Regions from separate parts of the Mus musculus genome. Here all the other regions are linked to region 2. Evidence: chromatin contacts called from public HiChIP or PLAC-seq and promoter capture Hi-C data. All regions are on one chromosome and are shown on one strand. Each heading gives the region's core, a stretch centred on a gene start, on an enhancer-like site or on the middle of the called end of the contact. The rest is flanking DNA. Distances are from core to core; before and after follow the strand shown.

The links. Promoter capture Hi-C pulls out the DNA fragments that hold promoters and counts their contacts. HiChIP or PLAC-seq counts read pairs in DNA pulled down with a chosen protein or histone mark.
Region 1: a contact with region 2 is called in a FOXA1 HiChIP or PLAC-seq map of pancreatic cancer cells. The contact joins the enhancer-like site here to the promoter of Tes in region 2. A contact is called at or near these places in 4 of 39 promoter capture datasets (epiblast stem cells, hippocampal neurons, liver and 1 more), 1 of 484 Hi-C or Micro-C datasets (macrophages), 1 of 115 datasets of contacts at active chromatin or transcription factors (pancreatic cancer cells) and 2 of 9 other capture datasets (bone marrow-derived macrophages and liver).
Region 3: a contact with region 2 is called in a promoter capture Hi-C map of liver, with 3 times the contacts expected there. The contact joins the enhancer-like site here to the promoter of Tes in region 2. A contact is called at or near these places in 2 of 39 promoter capture datasets (hippocampal neurons and liver), 2 of 115 datasets of contacts at active chromatin or transcription factors (embryonic forebrain and stem cell-derived neural progenitor cells) and 1 of 9 other capture datasets (adipose tissue).

The regions. Positions count from the first base shown.
Region 1 is chr6:17,408,562-17,412,100 of GRCm38.p6, reverse strand. No RefSeq gene overlaps it. Among named protein-coding and RNA genes, the nearest start is that of Gm25021, 26 kb to the left of the region's middle. Within about 2 kb of position 2,215, at least 100 of the 459 cell types and tissues checked have an H3K27ac peak or open chromatin away from gene starts, as enhancers often do. A contact at or near this core is called in bone marrow-derived macrophages, neutrophils and pancreatic cancer cells, where this site is marked.
Region 2 is chr6:17,063,445-17,067,104 of GRCm38.p6, reverse strand. Tes (testis derived transcript) reads right to left here and starts at 1,956. Exons shown (of 7, transcript NM_207176.3): 1 at 1,792-1,956. The coding sequence starts at 1,818. It overlaps Gm15473 (predicted gene 15473), which reads left to right and starts at 1,518. Exons shown (of 2, transcript NR_167659.1): 1 at 1,518-2,513.
Region 3 is chr6:17,501,054-17,504,705 of GRCm38.p6, reverse strand. All of the region lies in intron 3 of Met (met proto-oncogene), which reads right to left. Among named protein-coding and RNA genes, the nearest start is that of Gm52893, 39 kb to the left of the region's middle. Within about 2 kb of position 2,200, at least 42 of the 459 cell types and tissues checked have an H3K27ac peak or open chromatin away from gene starts, as enhancers often do. A contact at or near this core is called in liver, where this site is marked.

The DNA of each region.
Region 1 (3,539 bases), core at 966-3,465, 340 kb before region 2:
TCTGTTAATTGAGTCTTTTACCCACCTTTGTAACCACATGAAATAAGCTGATATTGTATCCATTTTACAGATGAGATTGAGGCTTATGGGACTCAAGTGACAACCAGTTTCATCTAGCTAATAAACAGAAGCATCTAAGATTTAAATCTAAATTATGGATTTCTGCTATATTTTTGTCTCATTTGTTTTCAAGATATCGATGCAGACTGTGGAGTCCATTTTGTCTCTCGTTCACTCTCTTCTCTTCTTCTGTCCTCTCTCCTTCTTGCCATTTCAGTTCAACTCCTGTCTCTGTTGTCTTCCTTCTAGTCTTCAAGAGTGCATCCTGGGAAGGTTACCTGTGGTTTCAAGGCAGCAAATAATTCCCTTTATTAGAGTAGATAATTACAGGATCTTCTGTTTTCTGAATGTTTTTAATGAATAGCTCCACTCATTCCTCCAGATAGTGTAAAATTGAGATGCAAAAAGATTGTTGAAGTCAATTAACAGAAAGTTTATCTTCCATACATTACTCTCTACTGCAGTCTATTACAGATATTTATCATTATTATCTGGAAGACTTCACAAGCTACAGACCAAAGTTGACTATAATCACAGTAATTAAAACATTGTTAACCCATGCTCCCCAGGAACAAATTGAGATTTATATGTACTGTAACTTAAATATATAAGAAAACACTGAATTATGATCTTATCTTTGTCAGAGGAAAACAGAATAATACAGCATAAAAGCCTTTCTGCAAAGGTCATATTATCCATTGGTTGACAAATGGGGAAGCTCACACCTGGTTTCTGTCTTGCTTGATAGAAGCCCTGTTTTGACCTCTTGTCCTCCATGCCCTGGCTTAGGTCCAGGCATTTCCAGTAGCGATGAAGGCTCTTGCTGCACTGTCCTCTAGAGTTGGACTAAAAGGCAGGGGACGCTGAGCCACTGGGACAGACATCTGTGGTCATCAAGGATGCTTATGAAGAAAGGAAGGTCCAGAGCCACAATCTTGCCTGTGATGCCTGGTTACCAGCTCTGCAGAAGGTCTTGGAGGGTCCATTATGCCAGTAGTGGCCACCATGTTTGTTTGTTTGTTTGTTTGTTTGTTTTCTGGCAAATTGCAGGTATTCATGGAGCTGAGGGAGAATAAATCCCCTGACTCATCATTTCCTGCTTCTTCTGTATTCTGCCACTAACCCCTTAACTTGACTAACAGAGCTACTTCTTTGGTTTATAAACCTTATCCTAGAGGGTTAGGAGGTTGGGGAGTTTAGTCTTAGTCACTGAAAAATCTATGACCATTGATTGCTTACTGAGCCTGGGATTTTCTTTTACCTCCAAAGCTTAATTCATTAGCTGTTTTGCCAGGTTTTTTTGTTTGTTTGTTTTAGTGACAGGGTTGAAGTCACACAGGTCTGCGGTAGCCTAGGTCAGCAATTTAGAATCTCAAGGAAGGGTACTGAATACTGAGCACTTCCATCTAGATTTTCTGCTTTCACACTCTGTCCCTCTGTGGCCCTCTTCACTGCCTGCCTTCTTTCACAGGGAAGTTCAAGAAACTTGTGCATGCCAGAGCATATGTAGGCAGAAGCAGCACTTATCTCTCATGCAAACCTTCCCCGCCCTTCCCCATATTCACAGTGCAGGCTGGAGGTGGCTCTATGCCAACGTGGGGCTTCTTTTCAAACAGGTAGCCCTTTCCCGACTCAGACTACATCCAGATAAACAATCTCCTTACTGCACGATTCTCAGGCATTCCATTTGTGTCTAGATATGTTGTAGTGAGCTCCTTGGGTAAAGCTATGACATGTTGCGTGGATTAGCTCACCCAGTCTCTAATTTCAACTTCCTCCTGTGCTTTCTGCCTCGTACCATAGGTATTGAAAAAAAAAACGCATCTTTAATTCTCCCCAGTCACGTGGCTCTGAGAATCAATCCTAGCCAAAATTGTGCAGCAGAAACCAGAAAAGAGTTCTTCTCTTTTAAAATTATTTATATACATATCTATTTTTGATTGTGTGTGTGTATGTCTGTAGGCTTGAAACTGATGTGAGGAATATTTCTTAATTCCTCTCCACTCTATATGTTGGAGTAGGGTAGACCAACCAAACCACAATTGGTGTAAAGCCTTCTAAGAATGAGGAAATTCTCAGCGCTGTAGGCTACTGAGATCTGAGTACGTCTGTTAGTCAGCATTAATGTGGCAATAATGGGCTCATATACCAGCTAGCAAGGACTTCCTCAAAAGCTAGTTCACACACTCTCTTCCTGTGACTGAGTGAAAACTAAGGTATTCGTCAGTGAAGCTGGGCTTTTGACACGTAAATGGAACTTGAGCAACTTTAGAAAGATTTAACTTCCTTAGTCATCTTGACTTCAGTATGTTCCTCATACTAGAAAAAAAAATTGGTACTCAATTACTAAGCATATATTATTTTTCCATTTTTAAAATTTCTATTAAATAATTCCATTTCATTTCCAAGGTAAACAGGTGTCTCTGCCCCACCAAATTCCTAGGCAAAGTAGACAGAAATGTGAAATATAGAAATATGTAAATATACTTAAGGAAAACCATAAAGTACAGCTTCTATTGTTGCTTACTTCTACTGTTTCTGTGGCATCAGTAAGACATTCCTCAGTCAAACTATGATCTTCAGGCAGAATTTGATCATTAGGCTTTGTGTGGCCCTAACATTGAACTAACAATGCTTTTCTGTAGATAAATATTTATAATTAATTTAAGTATAGAGAAATCAAGCTCTGAACCTCCCAGTTCAAATAATTGTTACTTCTCTGAAAACAATTTCATTACTGTTATTAGCACATCTTTAATTTAAAATATACTCAATTATCACTTTTAGTATATTTTGAATTGTACCAATAAAACTCCAGAAATCTATTTTCACCGTACTGAGTTTTTGGTAGTTTTTTATGTTTGTTTGTTTTGTTTTGTTTTGTTTTGCTTTGTTTTTGTTTTTAATTTGTAGAAATACATATCTTTAGTTTTGTGTCTTGGTTCACAAGCTTCAAATAGGCCTTTAAGCAGAAGATGGCCTTCTGCCCTAAGAAATGCCTGGCTATTGGTTTATGAGCAATATTATGATGCACGGTTTCAGGAGGCACACTGTCCAGGGAGTAGAGAACATCTGTGCTGCCTTCTGTTGTCTACAAGAGACAGTCTTTGTTTCCAGGAAATTTCCAAGAAGCATAAGGCCAAACAATCTTCGTGAACTTCTGTGTCCTTTTTCTCATCTCACAGAATGCTCTTTTTGTGGAAGAATTGGGGGAAGGATTGAGGGCCCTGACTTGGGATAGGAACTCCATGGGAAGACCAATAGTGGCAACTAACTTAGATCCTTGGGGGCTCTCAGAGACTGAACTAAACAACGTAAGGGCATTCATGGGCTGAACCTAGTCCCCTGCAGATATGTAGATGTGCAACTCGGTTTTCATGTGGGTCCAGAACAACTGGACCTAAAGCTGTTGCCTGTCTGTGGAATACATCCTCTAGTTGGACTGCCTTGTCTGGCCTCAGTAGGAGAGAATGTGCCTA
Region 2 (3,660 bases), core at 707-3,206:
TGTATAGCCCTGGCTGTCCTGGAACTCACTTTGTAGACCAGGCTGGCCTCGAACTCAGAAATCTGCCTGCCTCTGCCCCCCCCACCCCCCCACCCCCCCAGTGCTGGGACTAAAGGCGTGTGCCACCACGCCCAGCTCGAAACCTCGAAATTCTTAAGTTTGGACTTTTTTCTGAAAATTATTGTCTCTTGTCTCAAAGATTGTGTTTTGTTTTGATTAGAGAACTTAAAAAAAAGGTTTTTAGGTTCACAGCAAAGCTGAGCAGAGGCATGAAGCTTCCCCCATGGTCTTTGACAACACATGTCCAGCCTGGCCCCCTCACGATCTACAACACCAGGGTTCGGAGGCGGTCATTTAAGAGACACAGCGGCTTATCGCTGTTTCCCAAGTTCAGGTTCCTCACTACAGTTCACTTTTGTTATCCTACATTCTGTGCCGTTTGACAAAGGTATGAGTAAGATATATCCACCAAGATAGTATCCTGCATAATAGCGTCATTACCTTAACAATCCTCTCATTTGCTTATTCATCCTTCCCTCCCTTCAAGGACAGCATTTCCAAACAAAGACAACCTATCATTTGGGACAAACACCTAAAGACGTTCTTATATAAAAACTCAGTAAGTTCAGTGTGTGTTCATCAACAGAAGACTACACAGCACATCCGCTGCTTTCTAAGTGGCAAGCACAGGTAACCAAAACACACGTTAAAAGAATAAATATCAAACAGGAAGAGACTAGAAAGAATCTTCTATTTCCTGTTCTTCCCTTCCCTTCTGAGTGTTGATTTTAATCAGAAGAGACCAAGGAACTGTTTCCTAGGTTCAAATTTTTATTTATCAACAGCTTCCTAAACCTCATACCATATATTTGCATACGATTTGAAACCTTCAATTCTGGCACAAAATAGAAATTCCCTTTTAGAAGATGAACCTGCAACTGCAAAGCCGCAGAAGAAAGTTTCCTCAACTTGGCTTTCTTACTGTGCACAACTTCCTTCCTTATTTGAAAAATGACCAACTAACTTAAATTCACTTGAAAGAAAACAGGCGCAATTCCCGAGAACAAGACCTTTAAGGTCGAAAGTTACAATAGAATGTGACGTCAGCATTCTTTTGAGTCATAGTCTGGTCCCCACCTCTTTCTCCCAGGCGACCTGAGAGACCTAATCTCGGAGCTCCTCAGGTAGGGCCTTTATAGCCTGGACACCAGGAGCAGCCAGGAGGGTGCTCCGCAGGCGGGGCCGCTGAGCACCTGCAATGACCGCTGTTTGTGCCTGGCTGCCAAACGGCATTTTCTTTTGAGAATTAACTCCGCAAGAAGGAGACAGTGTTTTGGCACTCAAGCCATAAGTGAAACACATACACATCCCCCAAAAGTCATCACTTCAGAAGTTATCAGCAGGCGCGGGTGTGAAGGAAGTGTCACCAGTCAGCAGCCACTTTAGAGCGCCTGGGGCAGCCAGACTGCAGGGGAGGAGGATGTCAAAGCCACATCACTGAATCACACAGGCTCCCCAGAGCGCTGCTTCCCCAGGCAGGAAGCGGTGTCAGCCACCACCTCGCCTAAGACTTCGCCCAGGGCTTGGGGGAAGGCGTGGCCGAAAGGTTTTCCGAAAAGTTTCAGGCGCAGAGACAGCGAGTTGCAGGGTCCCGCTCCGCAGCGACAGTCACCCAAGGGATCGGGGTCCGGGGAGTCATCCTCCAGCCGCACCCACCGGGTCTGGTCCCGGAACCCGGACCAGCTCCCGCGCTCAGGTGAGGCGACCACGCCCGTCGCCCGCCCCACTCACCTTCTTCATTTTGGTTTCCAGGTCCATACTGGGCGTCGGAGGGGCTCAGTCCCGCGTCCGCGATCTCCGCTGCGGGAACTCCGGCGCCGCTGCCGCTGCTACTCAGCATGGGCACTCGAACTTCCGCAGCCCGGTTCGGCAGCGGCTGGGACCTGGAACAAAGAGGCCCTGGCAGCCAATGGCAGCGGGGCAGTGCCGGGTAGCGGCCAATCAGCGCGCGCCGCACGCACCTTCGCAGCCAGAGCGTGCCGCTAGCAAGGTGAGGGGCGGGGCCGCGAGGGGCGGGGCCCTGCGGAGTTCCCTGGGCGCACCGACTTAGTTTCTTCAAAGCCTTGCACCCACTGGACTTCTGTGGGGCCATCCTTTCCTCCAGCTGAAGAGCAGACCCATACCTTTACATTTCGGTAGTTGTACTTGTGTGTCCGAGGACTTTTCAAGCAGGCCAAGAGGAGTGAGTGACCCTCCCAGTACCAACTTCTTGGCTGATTTCAGAGACAAAAAGAAGTCATGGAGCTCCTTGGGCATCCCAGAGATGAGCACGGGCCCTGGTTTCACTATTGAATGGTGGAGATGTCCATTTCTCCAATGCTTTCTCTAGAGTCCTGTGCACTTCCAAGGAAGCTTCTCTCACATCGTTGATGCCCATCAAGACTACCACTATATTGTTTTGTGAGCACTCAACACTAAAAAGCAACGGGAGGCTCACAGCAACTACTGCAGAAGTAAGTGGTGTCCTTGTTTGGGAAACAGGGTTCCCTTTTTGGACCTACTAAGTGGGAAAAAGGCGAGCTGCTCTTGCTTCTCGTGAAGTCTAGTTTCAAACTGCGGTCTCACAGAAGCCTGGGCCACCAAGAACCCATTCTATCTTTTCTTTCAATAGCTATTGCGGAAAGAACCTCATCTTGGATTGTTGGGGCGTGGAGGACCCTAGGGATTAATTTACTTCATACATCTTGCAAGGATCTGTAGGCCCCGAAGTACAGGCACCTCTCAGATACAACATATTGGGAACAGAGCTTGAGTCCCAGTAAATTGGGGGGACAGGGGGTGTGAGTTAATTATGCATCTATGTGTGAGCATGCCTACTTTTGAGAGCAGGTTCACTTAGAGCCCAGAATAAGTAGAATCTTCTGAGGTTGGAGTTCCAGGCCGCCGTGAGGCCCCTGCCTTGGGGGATGGGAACTGAAATCAAGTCCTCTGCAAGAGCAGCAGGAGCTTTTAACAACAGAACCATCTCTCTAGCCCGAAGTAATTTTATTCAGTTCCTACTACATAGAAATTGTTGATGGCTAGGTATCTGGTGATCTCCTAGTCCAGCGTCTACATATGCATATGTATATATGTTTTCCTCTATATGCACGTGATATTAAAAATAAAATCTCCATATAATGCAGATACTTGGGTCGAGATGTTTCATTTTACGTCTGGACATTTGGTAACTAAAGCACTTCAAAATACACTTTAGCCAACACTTTATATACTGTTGTACTTGATAACTTGTTAATACTGCTTAACAGAGCATTGGTTTAACATGTGTATGTTTTCAGTATCCAGCTAACAATGATCAAAATAGCTTGTTATAGTTTTTGCTTTACATTAAATTGGAATAAAGTATTCTAAGGCATTTTCCCAAATCACCCCACAGACTTGGGTCTACAGAGTCTGCCCAGTGTGGGTGTTAATGCACTCTGATGAGATCTGGTAACATTTCTGCTTTTCCAGAAAGCTTAACAGAGAGATGTCCCGGAAATCTGTCTAAAATAGCCATAAAGCAAATGTTGTGACATAAGCCTGGGGCCCTTTGTTTGTGAAAGAGAAGAGATGACACCAAGAAAAATGATATGGAAGTGTTAGTGTTTGGGTTTTTGT
Region 3 (3,652 bases), core at 951-3,450, 440 kb before region 2:
CTCATAGCCCAGGTATAGGGCAGAGCCCAAACCCGAGCTGCTGTGTACCAGTTCATGGGGCCATATGGTCAGGTTTGTCCCTAGTTTTTTATCAATGACAAAGCTTGTATCAGTGGTAGCTTGGCATAGACATGGTGGGACACTAAAATGCTAGGAAGTGGCCAGCCCTGCAAGTCAGGGGTTTCTACTACCCTCTGCCAAGAGTTAGTTCTTGACTGGCATTCTACTCCATGTGAAGGAAACCAGGGCCCAAGTAAGACACTCCTTGAATATCATACAAATAAGTGTGGATTGTGCTCTGAAGAAATTGGGGGAGCCCCCAAACTATTTCTAAAGTTGCAGCTATAAAAACACGCTGTTTTCAAGAAATACTACCACATCACTGGTACTCGGGAGACAAACAGATTGGGTGGAGATGAGAACAAATCCAGGATGCTCTCATTTTCTCTTACTGGCATCATTTTTAGCACACTAAAAGATTTTTTTTAGAAGCAATAATATTTTCTATTTCTGCTTTATGAATACGCAGAAATAAATGAAGGATTTTAAAAGTACACGTTTACTAGGGAAGAATCCAGATTTTACTTTGAAGATGAAATAGAAGGCAATTGTGGTCATGAAGAAGGCTGAGGCAGGCCAAACGATTCCTTGGAAATATTCAATTTCTTGATTAAATAGGCGTTGTTTGCACCCACCCCAGCTGCTGGATAAGGTGCTTAAGGAATCCTTAAGCGAGGCTGGGCTAGAGAAGGAGAATGTCAACATGGGTTAATGAATGAGAGGTTGTGTAAATGATTACTTAATCCCAGTGGAGGTTTTCCTGAGCTATTGGGGAACTGGGCTGAGGTTGACAGACAGGAATAAGGTTTGAAGGAAAGAGAGCCTTAAGCAAACAATAGTGCAATTTATTTTGTGATTTGCCTGTAGCTCAGAGTAGAAAATAAAAACTGTGCTAAGGCAAGAAAGGTAAAATGAAGCTATACTATCTTCATTATTGAAGTAATTATCCATCCATTCACTCTGAGAGATATTTTTTATATATTACAGACAAAATGGAAAATTCAACTGTCTTAATTATTTCTTGAACCTCTAACACACAGAGCATTAGATAAGGCTCTGAGAGTTCTGCTTCCATGGACCACAACCCAGGGAAAGCTTTGAAATAAAAGCAGTATTTACCTAAGAAAATGCAGGTGTTCACGTCCCAAATGGCTGACACCTCTTCTCTTCATGAGCTGAGATACACTCAGTTAGACTGTTGTCTTTTCACTAGGGTCACAATGACACCAGTGGCCGGCACTTTCTCTACCCTAGATCCTAGGAAAATGTGATGGATTGCTCTTGTTTTGTTTCAATTGTCAATAGGAAACTTTGTTTTTAGTAGGTGGAAAAATTGTCACAATTTACCACAATGTGACACCACCTTTAAGGCTGGCATATGTTTAAGTTCTCTTTGTACATGTCAACAACTTAGAACTTTTGGCTTTGCCACATAGATCATAAGGTTCACCTACTATCGTTAAACTTCCACTTACATAGTGTGGTTTTAAACCCCTATGGATAGTTCTAGCTATCTATATTGGGACGATAGTGGAATTGAAGTTGTATGTTACATACCCAACTCTACCCGGAGTCACTGCTTTTATAATAATTAATCTTAAAAATATTGGAGAGCAAGAAATGGTGCTATTTTTTCCCCACAGTGTCTCCAGCTAACCCAACGTAACTGCTCTTTTCCAAAGTAGAAATATTTCTAAATCATTCTTACTAATATAATTATTGCTTCTTGTTTACTATGATGGTGGAGCCACTAATTACTTTCTAACTTAATGAATTACCAGACATATTCTACCCTATTGTAAACTTCCCATAATAATTCACAATGTTAAGGTCTGGGACTACCTAACGTGACCTGAGGTTCACCTTTTGTACTGTACTTTAGGTCATTTCTAGAGACTCAGACTACCTCATATTATTGAAAACATGAAGACAATAGTTTCACTTTCCCATTGTCTTTTCCAAAATTGTATATATTTCTTACATCCACTTGCTCTTATAAGCAGTCTTATTACATTCAAGAGTTGGTCACTTTTCTGGAAAATAAATAGTCCTCTGCCTGTAATTACAGGCTGCAGGAAGGGGCAAGCCAATGACCTCCCTGACTTGTAGGCACAGGAACAAACTCTGAAGATTAAATGCCTCCTATTCCCTTGGCAAACATCACTTTGTTGTTGGCCAAACAACAGTGAACAGACAAACACAGAGAACGGTGAGTGTTTCTTTGGATCCTGCAGACTATTTTTACACCTGCACTTCAAATCTTTGTAGTTTATGCAGATGATGAAAACACTATCTACAATTTATTCATAAAAATACTTGAGTAAAATTTACCCAGATTGTATACGCCTGTGATTTGTATGCTCTTTCTTTCACGTTCAAATGCATAGATTGTTTTAGAGCCCTCTAAGAACAAGTTGACACGATGTATTGTCTGTGATCTATAATGCCTTGGTAGCAAAGCCTGGCAAGTGCCTCCCTTCTGAGACCTTCCCTCACTTAGATATCTGTGTGATTAAACAGATCAGCAGATGAAGATGATTAACTTAATGGGAGACATAAAAGTTTAGTGTAAGGGCACCAGAGATGAAAGGACTGGTAACACAAAGATGGCCCTGGTTGGAGGGCCCAAACTTGGGCATTCAGGAGGTGCTCATAAGATGTGCGTGAGGCCTGGGAGCACTTGGCTTCCACTTGGCCTCTCAGCCACATGATCCTCATGAGCAGGAAACACAGTAAAAAGGGATGTAATTGTGAAGGGTAGATACACTCTGCAGATACAGAAGGACGACGGGATTTGGGCCACCTCAGCATCACATTGCCTTAACTTCTATTGATGTTCATAATACTGAGGGCTTCCAAAGGGCTTATTTGTGTGTCCTCTGAGTTGCGTGATTCTTTGTCACAGGACTCATGAGTAATGGGAGAACCCTTTTCATGTGCAGAAGAAAAAAGAATGTCTTCGCAAATACTGAGTGTTGACACAAAGAGAGGCAGGGAGCCAAGGAAGAAATAATCCAGCCCAGCAGAGACCAACTTCCAAAGAAGCTGATGGTGTGGTAGGCTGTGAGTCAGTGAATGAGCCTAGCTGAAATGAGGTCTGCAGCTTCTAGCCACGCACACATTACCTACTTTACACCAAGCCCTATTCAAATGCACCGACAATTTTGCATAACAGAATATATTTATATTTTTCTTTCTTTCTTTCTTTCTTTCTTTCTTTCTTTCTTTCTTTCTTTCTTTCTTTCTTTCTTTCTTTCTTTCTTTCTCTGTCTCTCTGTCTCTCTGTCTCTCTCTCTCTCTCTCTCTCTCTCTCTCTCTCTCTCTCTCTCTTTCTTTCTTTCTTTTTTTTTTTGGTGTTTCTCTGTGTAGCTCTGGCTGTCCTGGAACTCACTTTGTAGACCAGGCTGGCCTCGAACTTAGAAATCCGCCTGCCTCTGCCTCTGCCTCTGCCTCTGCCTCCCGAGTGCTGGGTTTAAAGGTGTGCACCACCACACCCGGCTGAATATATTTTTCAAATGGTAAACTCCCACCAGGGCATTACACCTTCTGATATTTTTTGTTAAGTAGAAAATAATGTGCTCTAATGGCTCCA